Linked DNA regions of Mus musculus: region 2 is linked to region 1. The links are chromatin contacts, called in public HiChIP or PLAC-seq maps. All regions are on one chromosome and are shown on one strand. The core of a region is the stretch at or near the end of the contact, and the rest is flanking DNA. Distances in the headings are between cores, read along the strand shown. Region 1 has its middle 15 kb from the start of Gm32126. Region 2 has its middle 17 kb from the start of Gm38456.

Region 1 (5,142 bases), core at 1,027-3,526:
TCCTGTCCCAGACTTCTAGGGCTCTAAACCAAAGTCTGCACACAGACTTATCCATTCCAGATGCACACCTGTACTCATTTGAAAACATCACTCTTGGACCTCTTTCAGGTCCCTTTGAGGGTCACCAATGAGTGAGACCAGTTGTATAAGTGAGGTCTGATTGAAAAATGAAATTTGACAGCTAAGCAAGCTAGTACATTTTCTTAACCTCAGCACTGAAGAGGCTGTGGTCAAAGGACTACTGAGAGTTTGGGGTTAGCCTGGGCAATCTAGTGAGTTTCAGGCCAGGTTGGGCCACAGAGTGATATATATGTGTATATACACATATATATTTTCATATATATGTATATATATGAACATATATATGATATTTAAAAATGTCTTCATTTGCATTTAGAAGAAGATATAAAAGTTAAAATCAATGTGGCCTTTCTCTGTTTACATTAGAACAGTTTACTTTTCCTTCGGGGGGGGGGGGGCCCTGCCACTCAGCTCTGCCTTGCTCATTAGCTCTTGGCTGTCAGAGTCCCACACGCCTAGGGCAAGCCTGGTTGGGAAGGGGCAATTCCATTAAAGAAGGTCCATGTTAGGAGATGAGGTGAGTACCGGGTGTTTTCCCAAGCCAAGGCATTTTCAGCCCTAAGGTCTAGCCTGAGCAGGACTTCCTGGTGAGATGCTGATGGTGCAGGAAAGGAACCTGTCATGACCTGGGTGTGCAGGATCTAGCTCTATTCTCTGAGAGGGGAGGGCAGAAGGGAGGGCTCAGCGAGTTCTCTTCTGTAGGTGGAATTATGCAGGCAGCTTAGTGTTTGTTGTATGAAGCACATCCTGGCAGGATGAGAAGAAGTGCCAGGAGCTGAGAAGAGATAAGCCTGCTTCCAGCTGGGATCTGGGCACAGCCCTGCAGCAGGCAGCAGGTTTTCAGGATTCCAGAGGGAGTGCTTGGCTGCTGAGGCAATGCCTTTTCAGAGCCTCAGTTTGCTCCATTATAAATAGCTATGATTTACATTGCCTTGCTAGCCTGGGGAGACTAAGCATCCCTAGCCTAGGGGATGCTCCTGGCCCAGCCTTCCAGTAGTCACCTTATAGGGAGCATTCTTGGCTTCTGTTGTACAGAGGGGGAAACTGAGGTTTTGGGAAGCTACGGCACTTAAGTCTGGGATGGAGTAGGACCAGAGGGCTGTGGAAGTATTGAGAGGCCCACTAAAGCTGGTCTGGCCCTGGCTTGAGCTCCAGTCTCGTTTCCCTTGTGTCTTGCCCTCTGCCCATATCATTGGCCTGGCTTACTGTTCTAGATGCTCTTGCTGCGTGCACATAATCTCTTTTTCTCTTCGCTAAGTTCTAAACTCTAGACAGGAGCCTTTAATTCCGTCTTGCGACCCAAGTTGCCCTCCCTCGATTGGAGTTGATAATATGCTCCATTGCTACTTGCTTACCTTCAAAGCTTTGAAGGCAAGGGAGTGGCCCAGCCTCTTGGAACCCCACAGAGTGTTGTCCTTGAGAAATGCTTGTGGAATGGTGAGTTAACCAGCAGACTAAAACATTCAAGCTCGTGGCTGAGGCAGAGTTTGCTCCTAGACTCCTGGGAGGGAGAAAGGCATCTGTTGTTCAACAGTCGTGGTCTTGAGGAGGAACGGGAACAGCACCAGCTGTTTATGGGAACTTCTGTGATTAGAGCAGTCTGAGGAGGCAAGAGTTCAAGACACCTGTGTTGTCCAGGTTAACACTTTAGGTTTTCCTCTCCCCTCCTCCCTTTTCCTGTGAATAGAAGTATCCTAACTTATCATTTAGTTGTGAAGAGGACGACATAAGTAGGTTTCTGTAAGGTGTGTCTAGGAGGATTGACACCTACAAAGCCTTTGATAAAGGATAGTCACTAGCTAGTACACAGGACCATTTCTTCTCCTTGGAGCCAACTAGCACCTAAGGACAAAAAAAAAAAAAAAAAAAAAAAAAGGAGTATGGTAGGAAGCCCCCGATTTGGACCCTGAACTGTCTTCTCAGTGCATGAGTGCTGTACATTTTAGGGAGGGTTATCCAGGATTCCAAATGATGGTTTTTAAAAATGGTGTCTGATCTAGCCCGAGGCTAAGTCATTCGTCCCTTCCAATTATGTAAGTATTCAGCAGCAATTCAGGAGTCAAGTGAGTCTAGTCCTTGGGCCACAGACTCTGTTCTTGTGACCTTCCTTTTAGAAAGCCACAGGTGTAGGGGTGGTGAAAAACAGAGGCTGGGAGGCTGGGATCCTCCCAACTTGGATTTATCCTCTGACTCACTCTGTGATCATGGGCCATTTGCTCCCTGTGGGAACCAGTCACATGAGCAGAACAGGCTAGTGCTCAGGCTGTTGTGGAACCAAGGGTGCACCACAGTCTGCACTCTCCAGATAGTAGGTTCTCTCTCTTTCTCTTTTCCCCTCTCCGTCCCTCCCTTCTTCCCTCTTTCCTCTCCTCCCTCCCCCTCTTCCCTCCCTCTGCCTCTCTCCCTCTGCCTCTCCCTCTCCCTCTCCATCTCTCTCATCTCCATACCTGCCTGTTCTGGAGAGAGGGGTAGGAGGAAGCAGCTGAGACAGAACATGGTAATTTCTGTCTTTCCTAGCTTGAAAACAGCCCAGGAAAATACATAAGGCATATGTCATAATTGTCATCTTACAAAGGTAAAAACTGATGCTCAGAGAGACCGAGAGGCCCAAGGTCCCCTTGCTCAGTGAAGACCGCACTTTTACTTTCTCTATTCTGAATTTCTTAGCCAGTGATTCTTAGGACTAGTGGTGGCTGTGGCTGAGTGGGTTCCTTCACCAAAACGAGGTCCTTTACTCCTCCTGATCTGGTTCCCTTGTCCCTCTTGTCCCCATTCGAATCCTCTAAGAGTAGATGTGATGGGCTACAACTGGGACTAGTCCACTGAACAGACCTGGAAAGAGGGTGATTTCCCCATTGCCATCCTGTGCTCAAACTGTCTTCAGGTCCTCATGTAGCATCTTATGAGCAAGCCTTCATGTAAGAACCTGGGGGACTTCAAGCTACTGTTCTCCTGGGACTCTAATGCAGAGTACTGGCAAGGTAGACAGTGGCAGGAGCAACTGAGGCCAAGTGTGACAATGAGACTCCTGAGCTGCATGGTTGACCTGCTTGGAGGGGTTGAAGACAAGTAATTGGGCAGAAAGTCATGCACCTGGAAGATCAAAAGATAAGCTTTCTAAGAGGCGGGCAGGTGGGCAGGGAACAGTGTGAGTCAAGAAGTTGGAAGAATCCAGGCAACTCTGTTGAAACCTTTCTCGTTTCTTCTGTCTCTGCCTATAGTGTTCGCTGCCCCCGCCCTCTCAAGTCTCCAAAGGCTCCCAACTGGTCTCCCCACTCGGCTCCATACACCCCTACCTGGATCTCCACCTTCCTGTTCAGTCCTCTCCCTCTTGCTCCGGTTTGAGCACGCAGTGCTGCACGCCAGCCAGGTGAAGCTACTCAGTCTTCCTGCTCCTGTACTTTTCCACTGTTCACTTTCTCTTGTGTTCTGTGCCTGTGCACCATTCCTAGTTCTGCAAGTGCAAGCCCAGCTTCAGACTTTCAGTCTACTCCAAATGGACCTCCCTTAATCCTACCTCGGTATATATGGGGATGTCTGGTCTGATCTCCTATTTTTTTTGGGGGGGGTGGGTATTTGCAGCCATTTGAGTGTTAGCTACTTCTCTTCCAGTTTTACCTCCTGGAGAGACTGGAATCATCTTGCAGTTAGAAAAGGGATCACATTCAGATCTGTATTCCTTGGTGCCTTGGGGGCCACTTTGTTTTCTCCAGATTTTACTAGGGAAGGAAGGGAGACGTTCAAGCGCTCTAGAATCTAAGCCTCGGTAAGATCAACCATACACTCCAAAAGAAGCTGAGCTGTAATAGACATGCGGATAAACACCTTCAAAGAATGGTGACCAGAGGGGAAAAGGCTTGGCAAGGGGGTGTAAAATAGGAAACCGAGAAACCAGGTATGAGGGAGCTGGCAGTTGTTTGTCTTATGCTTGGTAACAGGAGTCAACAGAAGCTGGAAGAACCTTCTTAGGGAGGGACCAGAATGAATCACAAAAGCTTCCATTTAACCCTTATACTGCACCGGGCATCTTCCCAAGCAGAAGCCAAGAGACAAGTTATCCAGCACACTCCTGGGCCTCTGGGCTTCCTAGAGTCCTCCACATGAGCCAGACCAAATCACAAAGTTCATGCATATTAGGAAAAAGACCACACCATGTCAAAAATCCTGCCCAAGTACACAAGCCAGTGTTTCGTCATGATTCATCAAACTTGGGCCATGAGGATGTAGCCACAGGAAGTCCCAATAGGCATGGTGAGAGCAGAGCCATATGAAAGGGAACATTAGAAAGGGGAGGCAGACCTGGCTGTAACAGGGCACAGGTAACTGCAATGTGGGCTTAGCTTTTCCAGGGCCACCTGACTATTAGAATAGCCAGAAAGCCCAGTTTATCCCTGGGCTGTCTATGTCTTTTTCTCTCCTTTTCTCCTTTGTTTTCCTTCTTCCTCTTTCCTTCCCATCCCCATCTCTTTCTCTCAAAGGCCTAACAAGATTGTGGAATAGAATACCCCACTGAAAAAGGAAACTCAGGTGGATTTTAGAGGGAGGGAGAGATGAGAAGGCCCTTGGCCTCTTACCATCCTGTGACTTGAGGGCAAAGTAGGGACCAAAATGAACACAAAGAAGTTCTTTTCTCATTAGTGGACTTGCGTATTCATGAACCTCATCCGCATATGTAAATGAGAGCAGTGGGCAGTGTAGGGTGGCAGCTGTGGCCCTGCAGCTGTCTGTGTAGTGAAGCACTGGGGAGTCCCCCACAGCGCTGGGCCGCTCAACTCAAGCTGTTGGAGGTTCACTGTATGAGAAAAGAGAGTAGTAATGAAGGCAAGAGGCCATGTCCAAGAGGGGTCCTGCGTGTCATTTATAAGAACACACACAGAGAAACACAGACCAGAGACTTTGTCCAGTTACAATCAGTCACCATCTGGACTGCTTAGAAACTGCATTTCCTGCTTTGAGCACTGGGAGTCTTGTTTTTCTTTGCAAAACTGGGGTGGAGATATAAACCGAGACATAGTCCAGCCAGAAGGTGAGGTGATCCAGGGATCGCCAGGAGACAGGCTG
Region 2 (5,530 bases), core at 1,118-3,617, 140 kb before region 1:
TTGGATTATTTGAGATGTTTCCCTTTGAGATAGTGTATTGATTACAAGAAAACCAAGTCAGCTCTAGCTTTATTTGCGCAAGAAGTTTTGCATTTAAAGTATACAATTAGAATCTTCCAGAGGTAAGGCCAGAGGCAAGCTGGATGAGAATCCTAGGTTTGCCTGGAGACTTTTGAGTGACACAACTTGACAGTTCCTGATTGAGAAGAACCCTCTCTTATCGCCAGCTCATCCTCAAAAGGAAGCCTTCCAGGTTTGTTGTTCTGTCACTTCTGTTCCTCACCCAGCACCCACAGGCCAGTTGAGAGTGCACATAGGGTCTGTAGTCCACTGCCATTCCCCAGCTGGAAACCACTGGGGGCCTGGTATTGACAGATGTGGACTTCTCACACAGACGCGTTTCTTAAATGTTCCACTGTAGCATAATGTGTCAATCAGCTTTCTCTCCTGGAGACAAAAATATCGGGGATAAACAACCATGTGGAGGAAAGATTTCATTTGGTTCATGGCTTCAGGCTTGTGAGCCCTTGGCCCTGTGGCCCTGGCACTTGGCAAGGCAGAACATCATGGTGGAAACCTGTGGTAAAGCAAAGCTCTGGCTATTCTATCAGAGGCAGAGGGAGAAGTGAGGAAGAGGGAGAGGGAAAGGGAGAAGAGAGGAAGAGAGAGGGAGGGAGAGAGGGGGAGGGAGGAAGGGAGATCTATAGGGCTAGAGCTGTAGTCCCATTATATTTCTAAAGAAAGTGCCACTAAGGACATTTCTTCCTTAAGTGCCCCCACCTGAGTATCTGCAGCTTCCTGATAATGCCACCATGGGGACCAAGCTTTTAATACATGGCCTTTAAGTGACATAACAAATAGCACTCACTTCTTTCATCCCCCGAACCACCCTTTAGTGCTAAGTGGTATAAACTGTGGCACTATTGTTCCTGGAGTTATTAAGGGTCAAGGTCTGGGCCTTGATAGACTCAGCTCCTGTCCTCAGTAAGCCAATGACATCAATAGTAGTGAGGTACAGAAAGAAAGGCATATATGTCCTAGGCATGTCATAGAGCTGTGATCTGTTCTAGGTATGGGCAGCCAGGGAGGAGATAATCTATGGCATGGAAGTTGGTTCGGGGCCATGGTGTGTGGGATTTCGGGGCCCTAGGAGTCATAGATTCACGTGGTCTTCTATACCTCTCGTCTGGCAGGAAAGGCCAGCATTCAGACCCTAAGGCTCCAGGGTTGTTTGATTCTATTGCTATCTTTCAGTTCCTGTGAGAGACTTTCCTTCTTATCTCACCTGACCTACTCATTGACCTACTCAGTCCCGGGGTCCTAAGGCATAGAGGCTGTGTGATTATATTGAACACCAGTCCGGCTCCTCATTGTAAAGGTGGAACTACTGAGCTCTGATTAGTGTTAATTCAGTTAATTACTGAAGTAAGTAACCTTTCAAGTTCCTTATATTGTACCATATAACACTCCCCAGTACACCAGTACAGGGTTAGAGCATGGAGAACAGAAATATTATATGTGTGTGTGTGTGTGTGTGTGTGTGTGTGTGTGTGTGTGCTGGTGATAGCACAGTCAGATCCACTGCATTTAATACATCAGATCCACTGCATTTAATACATCTGCAATTAGAGATTTTGAGCAAAAAAAAAAAATTATGAAAAATACAAGCAAGCAGGAAAAAAAACCCAAGTTAATCGAGTTGTAGTGTTAGAAAAAGTACTTCCCCCGTTGGATATATTGAATTCACTCAAATCTGCTATTGCAGAGCAGAGATAAAAATTAATAGCTTTGTTTCCTGTGATCTCTTTATCAGACGAAGTGCAGGACTAAGGCTCTCAGTTACTTTAATGGAAAAACTGAAGTTGTATTATCAGATGATAAGGCTGTGTCAGGTGTTATTTTATTCTCTTATCTTCCTTGTTCAAGGTGAGGTGCTGGAGTCCTGATGGATGAGCTGGCCTGCCAGCTGGCCTGCTGTGACCATGGATCTCAGAGCCTTGATCTCACTCTGCCTTTCAAGATAACTGTGGCAGGTGAGAGAGGCCTCCAGGCCAGTTGATTCTGATCTCAAACTAAAGCCTTGATGGCTGGGGTCCTTGTCACAGGACGGTGGACTTGAGGAGATCTGCTAACTCAGTCCAGTAAGCAAGGAACATCGGAGATCACCTGCTAATGCTGGCTGAATAAACTCTCCGGGAGGGGGTCATGAAGTGATGTGGCCCAGGGTAGCTGCACTGCAGGTGCTTTCTGGCCCCCTCCCGGAGAGTTTATTCAGTGAGCGTTAGCAGGTGATCTCAGATGTGCCTTGTGTTATGTTTGATCATGATGAGTCATGCCAGTCCCTGCTACCCTTGGGAAGCTCCCAGCCCAGAGGGCAGCAGACTTGATCACGAGGTAAGGAGGCTTATTCATATCCTCCTCTGGGCTTCCAGAGCACTTTGTACCTATCTGTACTTCAGCTGTTGTTGTTGTATGTGAGCAGTTATTTGTCTGCAAGACTGTATTTTCCCTATTTGAATACAAGCTCAACAGAAAAGGGTGAAGGCATACATGTGGTCTCATGCCCACTGTTTTAGCACCATGGATGAAGTAAAACCAGTATGTGTGAACTATTAGTGTGTATGACAGCTGTTGTGTTTATTTGTTATTTAATTACTGGTGTGTATTTTTTTTTTTACAGCGTCACCTTCAATCAGTTTTACTAATAGCAGAGGTTTCAAAAAGAAGTAGCTAAAAAAAAAAAAAAAAAAAAGAAGTAGCTTTACTGAATGCTGGGCATGAGGTCATAATTTCACAGCTCAGCCCCCTATTCACTCACAAAAAGGCCCTGGTGTCTCATCGTTCACTGGTGCTAGTGGTGGATCAGGGCTGACCATGGGCCAAGAGAATGTTGGCCACCAGTGAGGCAGAATAGGTTCTGATTGTTCTAGCTCTCCACTGAGATCAGGATTAGGGGCCAGGTTGTCCCCTGTCTAAAAGCCTCAGTTACTTTATCTGGGGGGCATTTTTATGAACAGGGACTCATAAAGCTCTGTCTATCATGCTTCTAAAGGCTGTTAAGGGAGTCTTATGAAAATGGATGTAGAAGGCTTCCGGGGAAGATAGTAGACTAGGCAGTGCCTCCATGTAACCTAGCGAGGAAAAACCAAAACATGAAAAAAATACACTATATTTCAAAAGGAGAAAGAGGAAGTGCTCCGGAAGAGTTCCAGAGTAGTGATGTGATACCCCAAGAGTGCAGAGCCAAAGAATGACCTCATCAGCCAACGCTCCATCCCTATGGCTCCTGAGAAGGGCTAGCACACTATCTACGTTAGTGGTTCCATTGTCTGACCTATGGTTCTTGGTGAGGTCAATGAACATTAATTAATTAAGTATATTCCTATTTCTTGTACCATTTGATTGTGATGCTATTCTAACAGTTTGCTTTCCTCACACTGACTGGTGCTGGAGAGTGAGCCCTCAAGAGTAGGTTCCTCAATAAGAAAATCTCCAAATCCAACTAGTTGAGATGTCCAACAAATGCAAAGATCACATCACAGAAGTACAAGAGTTAGCAAATGGCAAGGTGGCACTAATCCTCTACCAGGTCACAAGTCTTTTTTTTTTTTTTCACTTTTAAAATAGACTATTATAATCACTTTATTTTTGCATTGGGACTTTTTTGCTTCTGAGGTTTTTTTTTTAATATTTTTTATTACATATTTTCCTCAATTACATTTCCAATGCTATCCCAAAAGTCCCCCATACCCTCCCCCCCACTTCCCTACCCACCCATTCCCATTTTTTTGGCCCTGGCATTCCCCTGTACTGGGGCATATACAGTTTGCGTGTCCAATGGGCCTCTCTTTCCAGTGATGGCCGACTAGGCCATCTTTTGATACATATGCAGCTAGAGACAAGAGCTCCGGGGTACTGGTTAGTTCATAATGTTCCACCTATAGGGTTGCAGATCCCTTTAGCTCCTTGGGTACTTTCTCTAGCTCCTCCATTGGGAGCCCTGTGATCCATCCAATAAGGTCACAAGTCTTTAACTGTTGAGTTAAACGATGTTAAAACAGGTGAAACACTGCATGAAGATTTCAAAAGTTTACTAGTAAACACGATGAATTACCTTAAGGAGGATATGAACAAGCAAATAAATTGAAGCCAGGACCCAATTTGAACGTCAGCAACATAAAATGGAAGTCAGCAAAATGAATGAGAAGATAAGGAATGTTCAGAGGGAAACTGAGATTTTGAAAAATGAAGCAAACAGAAATGCTGGAAATGAAAAAAACAAAATACTCAAATGAGTAAATGAAAAAGTACAGGGGGAATCGTGACCAATGAAGCCAACCAGGAAGGAAAAAAGAATGTTGCAGATGGAGAATAAGATGTAAGACATGCTTCCCTGGGACATCAGGTAAAAAACCAATGGGCTTGGGCACAACATTCAAGAATTCTGAGATAGACCCAAGAGACCAGACATAAGAATCCTGGGGCTAGAAAAAAGAAACATGCAGAAAATAAAGAGTAGAGAAACTATTTGATGAAATTATAGCAAAATTTTCCCTTAGTCCAGAGAAATGAATGTCCAAACACAAGAGGCAATTACAGCCCCAAATAGACTTGATGAACCCCTTTCCAGAACATTCTAAGATGTGAAGACTACAAAGTAAATAATTATTAAAAAGCTGTGCAGGAAAAATTCCAACTCACCTACAAAGACAAACACAGCCGAATATTATCATCTCTATCGCAAGCAACTCCAAAAGCCAAAAAAAAAGACCAATATATTTTAAGTCTTGAAAGTAAATCACTGCTAACCCAAATTACTAAATCCAGCAAAGCTATCATTTAAAATTGACCAAGAAATAGGTGCATTTTGAGATAAGCACAAACTAAGGCAGTTCATGACCAGCAAACTTGACTGCAGAAGGTACTTAAGGGAATGCTATACACAGGAAGAGAAAAGAATCAAGTTTAGTAATGAGAACAAAGGAAAGAATACATTTTGGGGAAAGGATAGAAGAACACGAGGGAGCTATGTCCAAACAGTAAGTGAGAAACCCCTCATGCTAAGGAGGGGAAAGGGAAGAACCAACAGTAACCTAGCTGCAAGTAAACAGCCAACAGGATCGCAGGGTTTAGTCAACAGCTCTCAATAAGAATCTTAAGTATAAACATCCCCAAACCACCAATAAAGAGACACAGACTGGCTGACTGGATAAAGAGCCTGGATGTAATTGTCTCTAATCAAATCTCACTGACAAAGACAAAGATTGAGAGTCAAAGGGTAGAAATCAATTTATCAAGCAAAATCCATCTAGAAACATGGTGCCGTAGCTATTCTAGTGCCCAATAATGTAGACTTTAAACCAAAATTAGTCAGAACAGATACAGAAGGCCATTACGTACTGTTAGAATGATCCACTTAGGTTACTTAACAGTTATAAATATATATGCAACGTAAGTGGAGAGACTCAATTTTATAAGAAGCAAACTCCCGTGGACATAAAAGGTCTGTTGGGTTCTAATTCAGAAGGAG

The links. HiChIP or PLAC-seq counts read pairs in DNA pulled down with a chosen protein or histone mark.
Region 2: an HNF4G HiChIP or PLAC-seq map of pancreatic cancer cells shows a contact between it and region 1. The contact joins two enhancer-like sites. A contact is called at or near these places in 1 of 15 datasets of contacts at CTCF or cohesin (the NIH/3T3 cell line), 2 of 484 Hi-C or Micro-C datasets (the N1E-115 cell line and nephron progenitors) and 1 of 115 datasets of contacts at active chromatin or transcription factors (pancreatic cancer cells).

Annotation. Positions count from the first base shown.
Region 1 is chr16:24,171,920-24,177,061 of GRCm38.p6, reverse strand. No RefSeq gene overlaps it. Among named protein-coding and RNA genes, the nearest start is that of Gm32126, 15 kb to the right of the region's middle. Within about 2 kb of position 2,276, at least 32 of the 459 cell types and tissues checked have an H3K27ac peak or open chromatin away from gene starts, as enhancers often do. A contact at or near this core is called in pancreatic cancer cells, where this site is marked.
Region 2 is chr16:24,310,553-24,316,082 of GRCm38.p6, reverse strand. No RefSeq gene overlaps it. Among named protein-coding and RNA genes, the nearest start is that of Gm38456, 17 kb to the right of the region's middle. Within about 2 kb of position 2,367, at least 54 of the 459 cell types and tissues checked have an H3K27ac peak or open chromatin away from gene starts, as enhancers often do. A contact at or near this core is called in pancreatic cancer cells, where this site is marked.